Linked DNA regions of Sus scrofa: region 1 is linked to region 2. A link is a contact called in public Hi-C data. All regions are on one chromosome and are shown on one strand. The core of a region is the stretch at or near the end of the contact, and the rest is flanking DNA. Distances in the headings are between cores, read along the strand shown.

Evidence for each region. A called contact is a pair of places that touch in the nucleus more often than the background predicts.
Region 1: a contact with region 2 is called in a Hi-C map of alveolar macrophages, with 3 times the contacts expected there. The contact joins two enhancer-like sites. A contact is called at or near these places in 1 of 5 promoter capture datasets (liver), 11 of 47 Hi-C or Micro-C datasets (alveolar macrophages, blood, brain and 6 more) and 1 of 2 datasets of contacts at active chromatin or transcription factors (alveolar macrophages).

The regions. Positions count from the first base shown.
Region 1 is chrX:33,689,107-33,695,735 of Sscrofa11.1, reverse strand. No RefSeq gene overlaps it. Among named protein-coding and RNA genes, the nearest start is that of DYNLT3, 32 kb to the left of the region's middle. Within about 2 kb of position 1,730, at least 2 of the 83 cell types and tissues checked have an H3K27ac peak or open chromatin away from gene starts, as enhancers often do. A contact at or near this core is called in alveolar macrophages, where this site is marked.
Region 2 is chrX:33,613,355-33,619,889 of Sscrofa11.1, reverse strand. No RefSeq gene overlaps it. Among named protein-coding and RNA genes, the nearest start is that of GP91-PHOX, 38 kb to the left of the region's middle. Within about 2 kb of position 4,274, at least 1 of the 83 cell types and tissues checked has an H3K27ac peak or open chromatin away from gene starts, as enhancers often do. A contact at or near this core is called in alveolar macrophages, where this site is marked.

The DNA of each region.
Region 1 (6,629 bases), core at 481-2,980, 78 kb before region 2:
GTTATTTACGTGTATTTTGTTGAGAAGTGAGTGTCCAAGTGTTTTGTCCATTTAGGATTTTTTTTTTGTCTCTGCTGTAGGTCTGTAGGAGTTCCTTGTATATTTGGAATATGAGTCCTTTATGGATATATATATATAGTGAATATCTTCACAAGTCTGTGACTTGTCTTTTCACTTCCTTAACACTTTGGATGAACAGAAGTTCCTCATTTTATAAAGGCTGATTTTTAATTTTTTTCTTTTACGGTTAGTGCTCATTGCATACTGTTTATAAAATCTGTGTCTACCCCCAAGATCATAATATAGTCTCTCTCTCTCTTTTTTTAGGGCCACACCTGTGGCATGTGGAAGTTCCCGGGGTTGAATCAGAGTTGCAGCTGCCGGCCTACGCCACAGCCACAGCTCTGTGAGATCTGCCTCGCATCTGCGACTCGCCTCACGCTGACAGCAACGCTGGATCCTTAACCCACTGAGGGAGGTCAGGGATTGAACTGGCATCCTCACAGACACTATGCCACAATGGGAACTCCTCTTATGTTTTATTTATTTATTTCTGGCTCTTTAGGGCCGTACCCGTGGCATATGGAGGTTCCCAAGCGAGGGGCTGAATCGGAGCTACATCTGCCGGCCTATGCCGCAGCCACATCTGTGACCTATACCACAGCTCATGGCAACACCAGAGCCTTAACCCACGGAGCAAGGCCAGGGATCGAACCCGCAACCTCATGGTTCCTAGTTGGATTCGTTTCCAGCGCTCCATGACAGGAACTCCTTACGTTTAATTCTAAAGTTTTGTTTGTTACTTTTTCCATTTAGGTTACTTAAGTCTATGCTAATCTCTAATTTGAGGTAGAGCTCAAGGTTTATACTATTCCATGTGGATATATAATTGCTCCAGTACCATTTATAGAAAAGACAATCCTTTATTAACTTAAAATGTGAAAAAAATATAGCCTAGTTTACGTTTTGAGCCATACGGGAAGTCTGAGCCTATTTTATATCCTCGCCTTTATACCACACTCTTTTTTTTTTTTTTTTCAGGGCTGCACCCTCAGCATATGGAGATTCCTAGGCTAGGGGTCGAATCAGAGTTACAGGTGCCAGCCACAGCCACAGCCATGCCAGATCTGAGCCATGTCTGCAACCTATACCACAGCTCATGGCAACGCCGGATCCTTAACCCACTGAGTGAGGTCAGGGATCGAACCCACAACCTCATGGTTCCTAGTTGGATTCATTTCCACTGCACCACAACGGGAACTCCCTTTTAAAAAACAAAACAAAACAAACCCAACCAAACAACAACAACAAAAAAACTGTCTTAATTGCTATACCTTCATAGTGTGCTAGAAGGAATATCAGCTGGGACAATGACTTTGGAAAAGTCTGACAGTAGCTAAACACACACTATCTTATGATCTAGGAATCTGACTCCTATATAATATATGCCCAAGAGAAATGAATGCATTTCTATCAAAAGGTGTACAAGAATGTTTAGAGCAGCTTTCTTCTGATAACCAAAAATTGAAAACAAACCAAATGTTTATTAATGGATAAATGCATTTCAGTGGCATCATATAATTGAAGATTATACCGCAATAAAAGCAAACTCTTGCTGCACACAACATGAATCATGAGAAGATTTCTGAGCAAAAGACACACAAAACTGCATGTAGTACAGGATTCTATTTATATGAAATTCAAGAGCTTGCAAAATAAGCATACGATATTAGCAGTCAGAATGTGATTACTAAGGGGCAGGATATTGACTGTCAAGGGGCATGAGGGAAATAGGGTCTAGAATGTTCTATATCTTGATCTGCATGGGTGTTACATGGTGCCCACATATGTTAACAACTTATTGAGTTGTATACTTAAGATTAGTGTTCATTATACACTTTGCTTTACATAGATTATGTATCAATACGTTATTCAATAAAGAAAAAAAAAAGGAAACAGAAGTCAGAAAATGTCCTTGTTCTGCCTCATATTGAGTGTTTAGCTGGGTTATAGGACATCAACTACGTGCTTCCTCTCTGATCCCTCTGATGCCTCTTTTCATTCCCTCTTGGTCAGAGCCCCCTCTGTGTGGGATGGCTCCTTGCTTCCCGGACCTCAGTGAATGAAATGTCCCAATGCAGAGCATGACGGCTAGTCCTGGACCTGTCACCGAGGAGGGAAGCAGCCCAAAAGTGTGGGGGCGGGGGCGAGAAGGAAAAGCTCTGTCTCTCCTCTCAACACTATTTCACTTCGTCATCAACTGTGTGCAATTTCCCCCACCCTGACCAATTCTTCAACCCCAGCTGGGTGTCCTCCAATTCATTTCAGTACTGACACAATCTACTTGGAGTTAGCAACAGAATCCGCAAGTTAAAGGCTCCGTCCCCCAAGACTGCTCCCATTTCAGACGCCCATCAAGTCCCACGGTGTCATCCATACTTCTGATCCATGGGCTGCAAATCAGGGTTCCCACGACCCCTTCCTCGGATTGGCTCATTTGTTAGAGCAGCTCAAAGAATTCAGGAGAACATTGTCCTCACTAGATTACCAGTTCATGTTCAAAGGACCCATCTCGGGAACAGCCAGATGGAAGAGACGCAGAGGGCGAGGTGTGGGGGAGGAGTGGCAGAGATTCCACGCCCTCCCAGGCTGTGCCACCCTCTGGGAACCTCGATGTGTTCAGCATCGTGGAGGTTCTCCCAACGCAGCAGTTCAGAGCTTTTTATGCAAGCTTCATCTCATAGGCAGGATCCATTATTAACTCAACCTCCATCCCTCTTCCCACTCTGGGGGATGGGGGAGTAGGGCTGACACGTCCCTGCTTCTCATTATGGCTTGCTCTTTCAGGTGGCCAGCCCCTAGACTAAAGCGCTCTAGAAGCCCAGCAAGAGCCACTGCATTAGAACCAAAGATGCTCCCATGATTTGGGAAATTCTAAGAGATGAGTCAGAGACCAAGTCTTAGAACAAAAGATGTTCCTGGCACCTTTAGTGCTTAGGAAATTACAAAGGTTCTAGGAGATCTGGCTGAGAGCCGCATGTGTGTGTGTGTGTGTGTGTGTGTGTGTGTGTGTGTGTGAGCCATGGGCTGCAAATCAGGGTTCCCACGACCCCTTCCTCGGATTGGCTCATTTGTTAGAGCAGCTCAATATCAATATCTTATTATATCCAATATCACAGGAAAGCGATCAATACCACCTGCAGCAGAACTTTACCTAGTAGGTCAAAACTTCCTCATTTCTGAAAATAACTGATTCTGTTTTTAAATACCAGAGAGAAGTTAAAAAAAAAAAAAGAAAATGTTAGTGTATTTGATATTTTTTACTTTCAGCAGAAGATTTAAGGAGTTATTTTTAGAAGAAGAAAACAATTTTTCTTCTTTTAATGCCTCAAATATCATGTAATTTGGTCTTTCCCTCCCCATTTTTAAAGCAACCTAATTATTTTTCTCTTGAAATTAGTTATAAACAAATTTTGCCTCTTTAAAGGAAAAGCTACACGAGTTCGCCTTTCCTTTTTCCAACAAATGTGCACATTTCTGTACTGGAACCGGACATGCTAATTCCACAAAACTTGCATTAGGCAAACTGACTTATTATATATTAATAATGCAAAACTTAAGCCATGTAGGAGCACCCTGGAATGAGTCATTCTCAGTGTCTGTACTTTGCAGACAACTTAAAATTTACCATTTATTTATTTATTGTCTTTTTAGGGCTGCATCTGAGGCATATGGAGGTTCCCAGGCTAGGAGCAAATCAGAGCTGGAGCCGCTGGCCTACCCCACAGCCACAGCCATGCCAGATCCGAGCCGCATCTGTGACCTACACCACAGCTCATGCCAACACTGGATCCTTAACCCACTGAGAGAGTCCAGAGATCGAACCTCATGGTTACTAATCAGATTTGTTTCTGCTGAGCCGTGACGGAACCTCCAAATTTACCCTTTAGACATAGGCAAAGCTCTTCCTCTTTTTTTCAGGCCACACTCATGGCATATGGAGGTTCCCAGGCTAGGGATTGAATCAGAGCTGTAGCTGCCAAGCCTACACTACAGCCACAGCGACGCCAGATCAGAGCCACGTCTGCAACCTGCACCACAGCTCACGGCAACACGGGATTTTTAATCCATTGAGCGAGGCCAGGGATTGAACCCATGTACTCATACATACTATGCCAGGTTTGTTACTGCTGAGCCTTGACGGGAACACCGACATAGGCAAAAATCTTAACCAACCTGCATGAATATTTTAGCTGACTTAACATGATTTAACTCTTTTGTGAATTAAAAACATCACTGTTGCTACAAATGTTACTGTGTCAAACAATTAATATTCCCAGCCCTTTAGGTTCTGGCCAGTGTACTGATCAAAAAAAAAAAAAAAAATAAGCTGAGTGTATATAGCCTTTGTTGCATGTGAATGAGTGAATGAGTGAATGAATGAAGAAATAGAGTACAAAGATGCCTTTGTCTGTGGGATACGGACTTATTTTCCCTTATACTGAATGACCCCAGGTTGCTAGGCTTCTGAGTTTTTGTATCTGCTTGTAGCATTTCTTTCATTTCCTTTTCCTTAGGTCCTCAGATGTCACTTGTTACCAATGTGCATAGACCTCTAGTAATTCTTTTCTCTTCTTCTAACTTGCCACTTCTCATCAACTACGGATTTGGGACTAAGACCACTAAGCTTGTTACGCTAAGCATCAAAAAAGCTCTGAGTAAATTTCAGATTGGCTTCAGCAGAGATGAATGTACTGCTGGTGGATTTTAGCTCTATTTTGGCGGCTCAGCCAATTTCTCCTGCCCTCATCCCCAGTTTCTACTTTGATTTCAGAGAATGAGATCGCCAGATAGCTTGTTTCTTTTCTTTTCTTCCTTTCTTTCTTGTTTTTATTTTTTGGTCTTTTTAGGGCCACATCTCCAGCATATGGAAGTTCCCAGGCTAGGGGTCCAATTGGAGCTGCAGCTGCTGGCCTCCACCACAGTCCCAACAACGCCGGATCCAAGCCACATCTGCAACCTACACCATAGTTCACAGCAATGCCAGATCCTTAACCCACTGAGCGAGGCCAGGGATTGAACCCACATCCTCATGGATCCTAGTCAGGTTCGTTACCACTGAGCCACAAGGGGAACTCCCCAGATAGCTTCTTTTCTACATAGGTGGAACAACGTGCTAGTTATTGGGTTAGAATGGTCTAAAAGAAAGGACCTGTATTTTCTACATGGCAACCCCTGTGGTATCCATGATTCCAGGGATTTTCAAAGCAAGTATAACTCATGGTAAAACCAGCATGTTTGTTATGTTATGCTAATCGCCCGAAAACTTTCCCATACAATGTAAGCGTGAATACCATCACCTTCAATGCTCATTCTGGGCCCCTTCAGGATTTTTTTCCTGAGTTTTTCATACAGCTTATATTTGCCATGTAACAAATTACTCTAAAATTGGAGTCGTAAAACAAGAACGCTTTACGACTTGCCGTGGACCTAGAAGTTCTGTGAGTGATTCTGTTGATGGGAGCTGGGCTCACCTACGCATCCTCAGGCAGCCACGGGTTGCCCAGGAAGTTCTGTTCCTCTCGGGCTCTCTCTCCTATGTCTGGGGTCTTGGCTGGCACTGCCAGGCTGAATCTGCTCCGGCCTACATGGTTCACCTTGGAGCAAGCGAGCCTGGGCAGGTCATGGAAGAGGTAGGGGTGTGAAAGACGAAGGAGGTGCATGCCTACTTTCTTGAGGCCTAGACTCTGGAACCCACATCGATTCCACTGCTTTCTAACGGTCCAGGCAAGTCACAAGTCTCGCAGAGATTCAAGGGGTGAGCCAACAGCCTCCTCCCCTCAACCGAAGAAACTGTGAGCTCACACTGCAGATGACATGGATAAAGAAAGAAGTGGAAAATCGGGGCCAAACTGCAATCCATTGGAACACTATTTACTTTTTTTTTTTAAAGCAAGGAGAAAGAATCACTCTATTTTATCTTAATATTCCCTATTTTGTTTCACTCCCTCTAATTAACACTAGTATCATTTATTAATGGTTCATTTTCCCCCGTTTCCATCTCCACACCCTTTGACATACACTGTCTTACAGAGGAAGGAGGTTTCTCAAAATGCATTTTTTTTCCTTTTTAATTTTTTTTACAGCTGTACCTGTGGCATATGGAAGTTCCCAGGCTAGGGGTCAAATCTGAGCTGCAAATGCAGGCCTACGCCACAGCCACAGCAATGCTGAATCCAAGCCGCATCTGTGACCTACGCCATAGCTTGTGGCAACGCCAGATCCTCAATTCAATGAGTGAGGCCAGGGATCGAACCCGCATCCTCAAGGATACTAGTCGAATTCATTTCCACTGCACCACAATGGGAACTCCACAGGCTCATGAACTATCCCTAGGAGGTGTTTGGAGAGCCTGATTCTTTTTTCTTATCAACCAATACAAAATCTGAAATTTGCTCTGAAATCTCAAGAAAGACGAAAGTGATACCTTCCATATGTCCTCAATTTTCCTCCCCTCTGACCGCAAAGAGTGATGTTTAAACTTTTTTCTATGTGAGTGGGAGGGCTAGTGATTTTATGGTTACTTAATTGGGAATTGCATGACTGAAAAGAGGAAGCAATGTTTAGCA
Region 2 (6,535 bases), core at 3,025-5,524:
AAGTCTACAAACAATAAGTGCTGGAGAGGGTGTGGAGAAAAAGGAACCCTGTTACACTGTTGGTGGGATTGTGAATTGGTGCAACCACTGTGGAAAGCAGTATGGAGATTCCTCAGAAAACTAAAAATAGAACTACATTTGACCCAGCAGTCCCACTCCTGGGCATCCATCCAGAGAAAACCACGACTCGCACAGACACACGTTCTCCAATGTTCATTGCAGCACTCTTTTCAATAGCCCAGACATGGAAACAACCTAACTGTCCATCGACAGAGGAGTGGATCCAGAAGATGTGGTACATATACACAATGAAATATTACTCAGCCATTAAAAAGAACGAAATACCAGCATTTTTAGCAACACGGATGGACCTAGAAACTATCATGCTAAGTGAAGTCAGCCATACAATGAGACACCAACATCCAATGCTTTCACTGACATGTGGAATCTGAAAAAAGGACTGATGGAACTTCTTTGCAGAACAGATGCTGACTCACAGACATTGAAAAACTTAGGGTCTCCGGAGGAGACAGTTTGGGGGGTGGGGGGATGTGCTTGGGCTGTGGGATGGAAATCCTGTGAAATCAGATTGTTATGATCATTATACAATACAGATGTGATACATTCGAGTAATAAAAAAATGAAAAAAAAATAAAATAAAATTATGAAAGATGAATACCTAGATGTGCATATCACATAATCATATACTTTAACTACCACTATTAAAGCGAATTTGCACGTAAGCACCAGCAGGGTTAAGAAACAGAACATGGCCAGTCCTCTGGTTCCCCCAGCTGGTGTCCCTTCTTGATCATTATCAACAGCCTTCCCTCCTGGGGTAACCATTTCCCTGATATTATGTAATGATCACTCTCCTTTTTAATTGTACCCGCTATGGATGTACACCTAAACCACAGAGTTTAGTTTTTTTTTTTTTTTTTTTTCCCCCATGGCTGCACCTGCAGCCTACGGAAGGAAGTTCCAAGGCCAGGGACTGAATCCAAGCTGCAGCTGCAGCAACACTGGATCTTTAACCCACTGCACCACCATCAAACCTGCACCTCCACAGTGGCCTGAGCCATTGCAGTCAGATTCTCGACCACCTGCGCCACAGTGGAAACTCCTAGTTTTGCTTTTAAAATTTTATATAAGCTGAATCATAAAGTATGTATTCTTTATCATCTTGTCTCTTTTTTGTCTTTTTTCAAATGATTTTTATTTTTTCCATTTTGGCTGGTTTACAGTGTTCTGTCAATTTTCTACTGTACAGCAAAGTGACCCAATCACACATACATATATACATTCTTTTTCTCATATTATCCTCCATCATGGTTCATCATGATTTTTTTTTTTTTTTTGCTTTTTGGGGCTGCACCCTAAAAACACCTCCACATATGGAGGTTCCCAGGCCAGGGGTTAAATCAGAACTGCAGCCGCTGGCCTACACCACAGCCACGGCAACGCCAGATCCTTAACCCACTGAGCAAAGCCAGGGATTAAACTCGTGTCCTCATGGATACCAGTGGGGTTTGTTAACCACTGAGCCATGACGGGAGCGCCTCATCTTGTTTCTTACGTTCTACATGGTGTTCATACATTTCATCCATGTTACTACATATGGCTATTAGTCATTTCACTTTCTTTGCTGTATACATAATATTGCCATTGGATACTTATTGATCTCTTCTACAACAATTTATTTATACTTTAATAATTTAAAAAAAACCCATTTATTCATCTCTTCTACCTTTGATGACCATTTGGGTTGTGTCCAGTTTGTGACCACTAGAAAAAAATCTTTTGCTCATCTGGGGGAAAAAAAAGCAGGCTTTTCCCTTCTGTCAAGGTTAGACGCAGGTTAGCAGCCGTTTACAAACACTTTGGATGCCCGCTTTAATAAGGATCCATTTTATAATAGAACTGAACCAAAATGCCCTCAGAGAATAATTGACTGGATATGTGCAAGGCACTCTGATCTATTCCCTTGTATTCAATTCTGGCTATTTCTTTCTTTTTAAAATTCTGGTCGTGACCCACTAAACTTGTCTTGGGATCCATTAATGGTTGATACCCACAGGTGGAAAAATTCTGGAAACCTCGTTACATAAGACAAGAACATGGACACGAGGCTAGCAGGGCCCTTCCAGAATGAGCCTTTCCTGGTTTCCATGACAACCCATTTTTCAAGCCAACGAAATCAACCATGCAGTGAACCAAAACCATCACGGCAGCCTGCTCCTTCCTCTCTTCCCCAGGACGGGGATGTGGATGTGAACTCGGCGCATAGCCCAGCAGCAGGAGTGTGGTCTGTCCCCAGCCCTGTCAGACGGGATCTAGGCCGGTCCTTGGAGGAAGTCTCATGGGTCAGAAGTGGTTTGTCCATGCATCCACCCAGGCCATGGAGGCCTTGACCCTGACCCCTCACCCCCGAGGAGAATTTCCCAGTTTAGGAGCTGCCCCTCTGCACAGTGAGGAGGAATCACTCATGACCTGGAGAAGCCAAACCTGAGCTCTGAATCAGAGGACAGGCCACCTCATCGGCTTTCCTTGGCGTTCCCCGCATTGCCGAGTTCTCAGCTTCCTTCCTCGCTGCAGATGGTGGAAACTCCCTCACCATGTGCCCCAGCACTGTTGCCATGGGGTTGCCCTGCCCATCTGGATGATACAGGGGCCCTGGGACACCAGAGTGGAGGACCACAGCCTTTCCAGAGCAGCAGGTCAAGTTGCCAAGTCTGATTCTCCTGCAGAGTTGTGAACGGTGGGTAGGGAGGGGGAGGGACATCTGGGGATTGTGGGTGTCGGGTGGTGGCCTCATTCCACTTTTAGCTGCTGAGGCAAGAACATGTGATATCCCGGGGGACCTCGAGGGAGTAGGAGGGGAAGAGTGAGGGTTTTCAAGTCAGGGGGCCGCGGCTCTTCCACCTCCGGGCTGCGTGACTTGGACTGATTGTTTAACCTCAGCCGCAGCTTCCACAAGTGTCACCCTGCTACTGCTCAGCCCTGTTTCGAAGAGGACACAGGATGATGGCTGTGAATCCCCAGAGTTAGCACACCGGGCGGGCTCACTGGAGATGGCTGCTGTCATTCATGCCTTGCTGTTGTCATCATACCAGGGAGGAGAAAATGGCGCAGAGGCCTCAGCAGTGGCTCTGGGAAGCAGCTCAATGCAGGTGTGGTTTCTGGGAACTGCACATAAACTACATTTGAACCCAGAAGCTTGCTCTACCCGGGAAGGTAAACAGGGGTTTGGCTTGCAAGCCTGTTGGTTACCCTCATCTTCGAGGATAGCTGTGCTGGGAAGGCCCCTGAGGCCATGGCGAGTGGCAGAGTGGCAGCAGCGTGTCATGATTGGTCACCATGGCTCTGCCCTGGGCTTGGAGTGCAGGGGAGTAGAGAGATTGGAGTGAGGAGGCCAGCGGGGCATTTCCCTTTCCCGCCACTTTAGTGATTGACATTTAGTGATGTAAATAGTTTCAGGATGTTGAAAGTGGGGTTTTTTTTGGTTTTTTTTTTTGTTTGTTTTTTGTTTTTTGCGTTTTAGGGCCGCATCCGTGGCACATGGAGGCTCCCAGGCTAGGGGTCCAATCGGAGCTACAGCTGCCGACCTACACCACAGACACAGTGGTTCCCAGGCCATGGATCAAACCTGCATCACAGCAGTGATAATGCCGAATCCTGAACCTGCTGAGCCACCAGGGAACTTCCAAGATGGCTTTTATTTATTTATTTGTTTATTTGTTGCTTTTTTTTTAGGGCTGCACCCGCGGCATATGGCGGTTCCCAGGCTAGGGGTCGAATCGGAGCTACAGCTGCCGGCCTGCGCCACAGCCACAGCAACGCAGGGATATGAGCTGCGTCTGCGACCTACACCACAGCTCATGGGCAACACCAGATCCTAACCCACGGAGCGAGGCCAGGGATCGACCCACAACCTCATGGTTCCTAGTTGGATTCATTTCCCCTGCGCCACAGGGGAACTCCCTAAGGTGGCTTAAATAAAAAAACAAACACATTATTTCTAGCCAGCACCTTGCTGGGTGGTAAGGAAGCCTTAACCATATTTTTGCGAGGCCACTTTCTACAAGGTGCATATTCGAGGAGGTAGTCGATGTATCATGGAGGTGGGTCAAGCAGTAGAAAGAAAAAAAAAAAGCTGAAGAAACATCCAGTTACAGGATAAGAAAAATGAACAGGAGGGAGAATATGTGGAACTTCTGAAATCGCGTCCTAAGCGCGTGCCAGCCCCAGTGTAAAGCAGCTGCTGAGTCTGCGCCTGACTGAATGAACACCGCCACCTGGCGGCCAGGACAGTGGGCCCGTCAAGGGGTTCATTTGAAAATCACATAGGGTATTGGAAAAACGTGAGGAAATGGGTGAATGGATAGACATGTTTAAATACTTAAAATATTATGTTTTGTCATGTGCATGTAAGGGTATAGAAACTAAAGGGTAGCAGACATTATATGAGATTATAAGGCAACTGAGGAACATGCATCCTTTTTTTTTTTTTTTTTTTTTTTTTTTGGCTATGTCCCCGGATGCAGATGTTTCCGGCCGCCGCGGCAGTGACAACGCCGGATCCTTAATCTGCTGAGCCACCAGGGAACTCCTGCATCCATTCTTGACATTTACTGAATGTTTACCACGTGCCAGGCACTAGTCTGGTTGTTCAATGTGTATTCTCTCATTTACTCCTCACACCAACCTTATGGGATAGTTCAATTAAATGCCCATTTTACAGTAGTGGAAACTGAGGCACAGAGGGTGAATGCACCTAGCCCAAAGCCACTCAGCAAGGAACCAGCAGGGCAGTTTAGCACAGAGCTCCATGCACATATTTGAAATGTAAAGGAAGCCAGAAACTGAATTTGTTTCAACGATTTGAAGAGTAAGCAAGTCAGAGCTGAATGAATAATGAAAACATAGTTAAGTTTTTTGTCCCAAGTGGATCAAACCACAAATATTTACTGACCCCCTCCTCTGCGCTCCCTACAGTGTTAGCCCTGTGGGGGCTGCGAGTCAGGTGGGATACGGTCCTCGCCCTCCAGGAGTTCACAGTCAAGTTGGGAAAATAAGATACACATGCAGGATGCAACCAGCAAGCACTATATAATTGCATCAGAACATCTTGTAAATTGTGCAGAGCCTAGTGTAGGTGATGGACAGAAGGCCAGGAGGCAGGAATGAGCGAGGCTAGGGAGTGAGGGTGGGAGAATTTTACACTAAGCCAAACTAGGTTAACGGAGGGGTTGGGAATTCAAAAGCGCCTGAAGCAAGGACTTGGACTCCGCAGAGACAGATCAGGCACTGTTGGGAGGGGGAGCTTTAAGTGACGGATAAGAAACCCACCTGAATCGGCTTCCTGCACATACATTTACTTTCTCCATATCGCACCCCAACTCCTTCCAAAAAGCATTTTGGGAGTGAGCTATCCCGGGCTTCCCATGTCAAAAGAATGTTTTCTCGGAGCTCTTCATCTTTGTGTCTCCCAAGAAGAGACGTGGGGGGGGGGCGTGCCAAAGGGAAGGGGCCCCACGGAGGGAGAGAAGAGGTTAAGAACATAGACTCCGGAGCCCCCCTAGATTCAAATACCTGGTTGGTCTTGACAGCTGGGTGGCCTTGGGCAAGTTACTCAACCTCTCTCTGCCTGTTTGCGCATTAGGCTGGGATCAGGATTAAGGTGACTTAAGTCGTGTGAAGCACACAGAACAGGGCCTGGCCCTCTGTATACCGCTCTGACGTGATTATAACAGCACTCAATAATCACATCTTAAAATGCACATTAGTGGGCTTTTCTCTTGTGCATTTCCACGAGTCCCCCCAAGGCAGCATGGGCCTGGGATGGGGGAGCGGAGGGATGTGATTGAGGCTAGCATCTAAGAGAGGAAGGGCGTGTTCCCACCGTTTGAGGTCGGCAGAAAGAAGATTTTTTTTGCGTTGAAGCCATGATCTTGAGAGCCAGGCTTGGCCGGGAGAGAGAACCATTCTCTAAGTTCTTTGGTTCTTCTCACTGAGCGTGTCAAAAGCAGATCCTAGAGGGCTGAGGCCACACTGCTCTGGCAAAGCGGGGAGGACACTCTTTCAGCCCGGCCGACCGGACCACACCTGCGGCCCCAGAGAAAGGTGGGCTGTGAGGGAGCGGAAGTGGGCGATGGGCCCTGGGGGGAGGTGGTGGGAAGAGAGAGTCGCCTGCATGCTCAAGGCCCTCCCTCAGACCTCAGTCTGGGAAGGGACAGAGGGAATCAGTTGAGAGGAGAGCAAAGTTTAGGGGCTGGTGCTTCTATTCTCATCGGTGACTCTCTGAGGGATACTTGTCCCTAGTGCAACTTAATCACGAGTTCCCAAGGAGGAGGAGGGGTCAGACAGAGAGAGGGCAGGGTCTAGCCCTCTGTGTGGCCACCCAGAGGCCCGGCCTTGCCTGGGGAGGGGGGACGTGAGGCTGAGGCTGAAAGCCTTCAACGTGCCCTCTGTGGCACAGCCAAGTTGCAGGCCCGGAGGAGGGAAAGGTGTGAGCTCCGGGGTCTGTAGCTCGTAG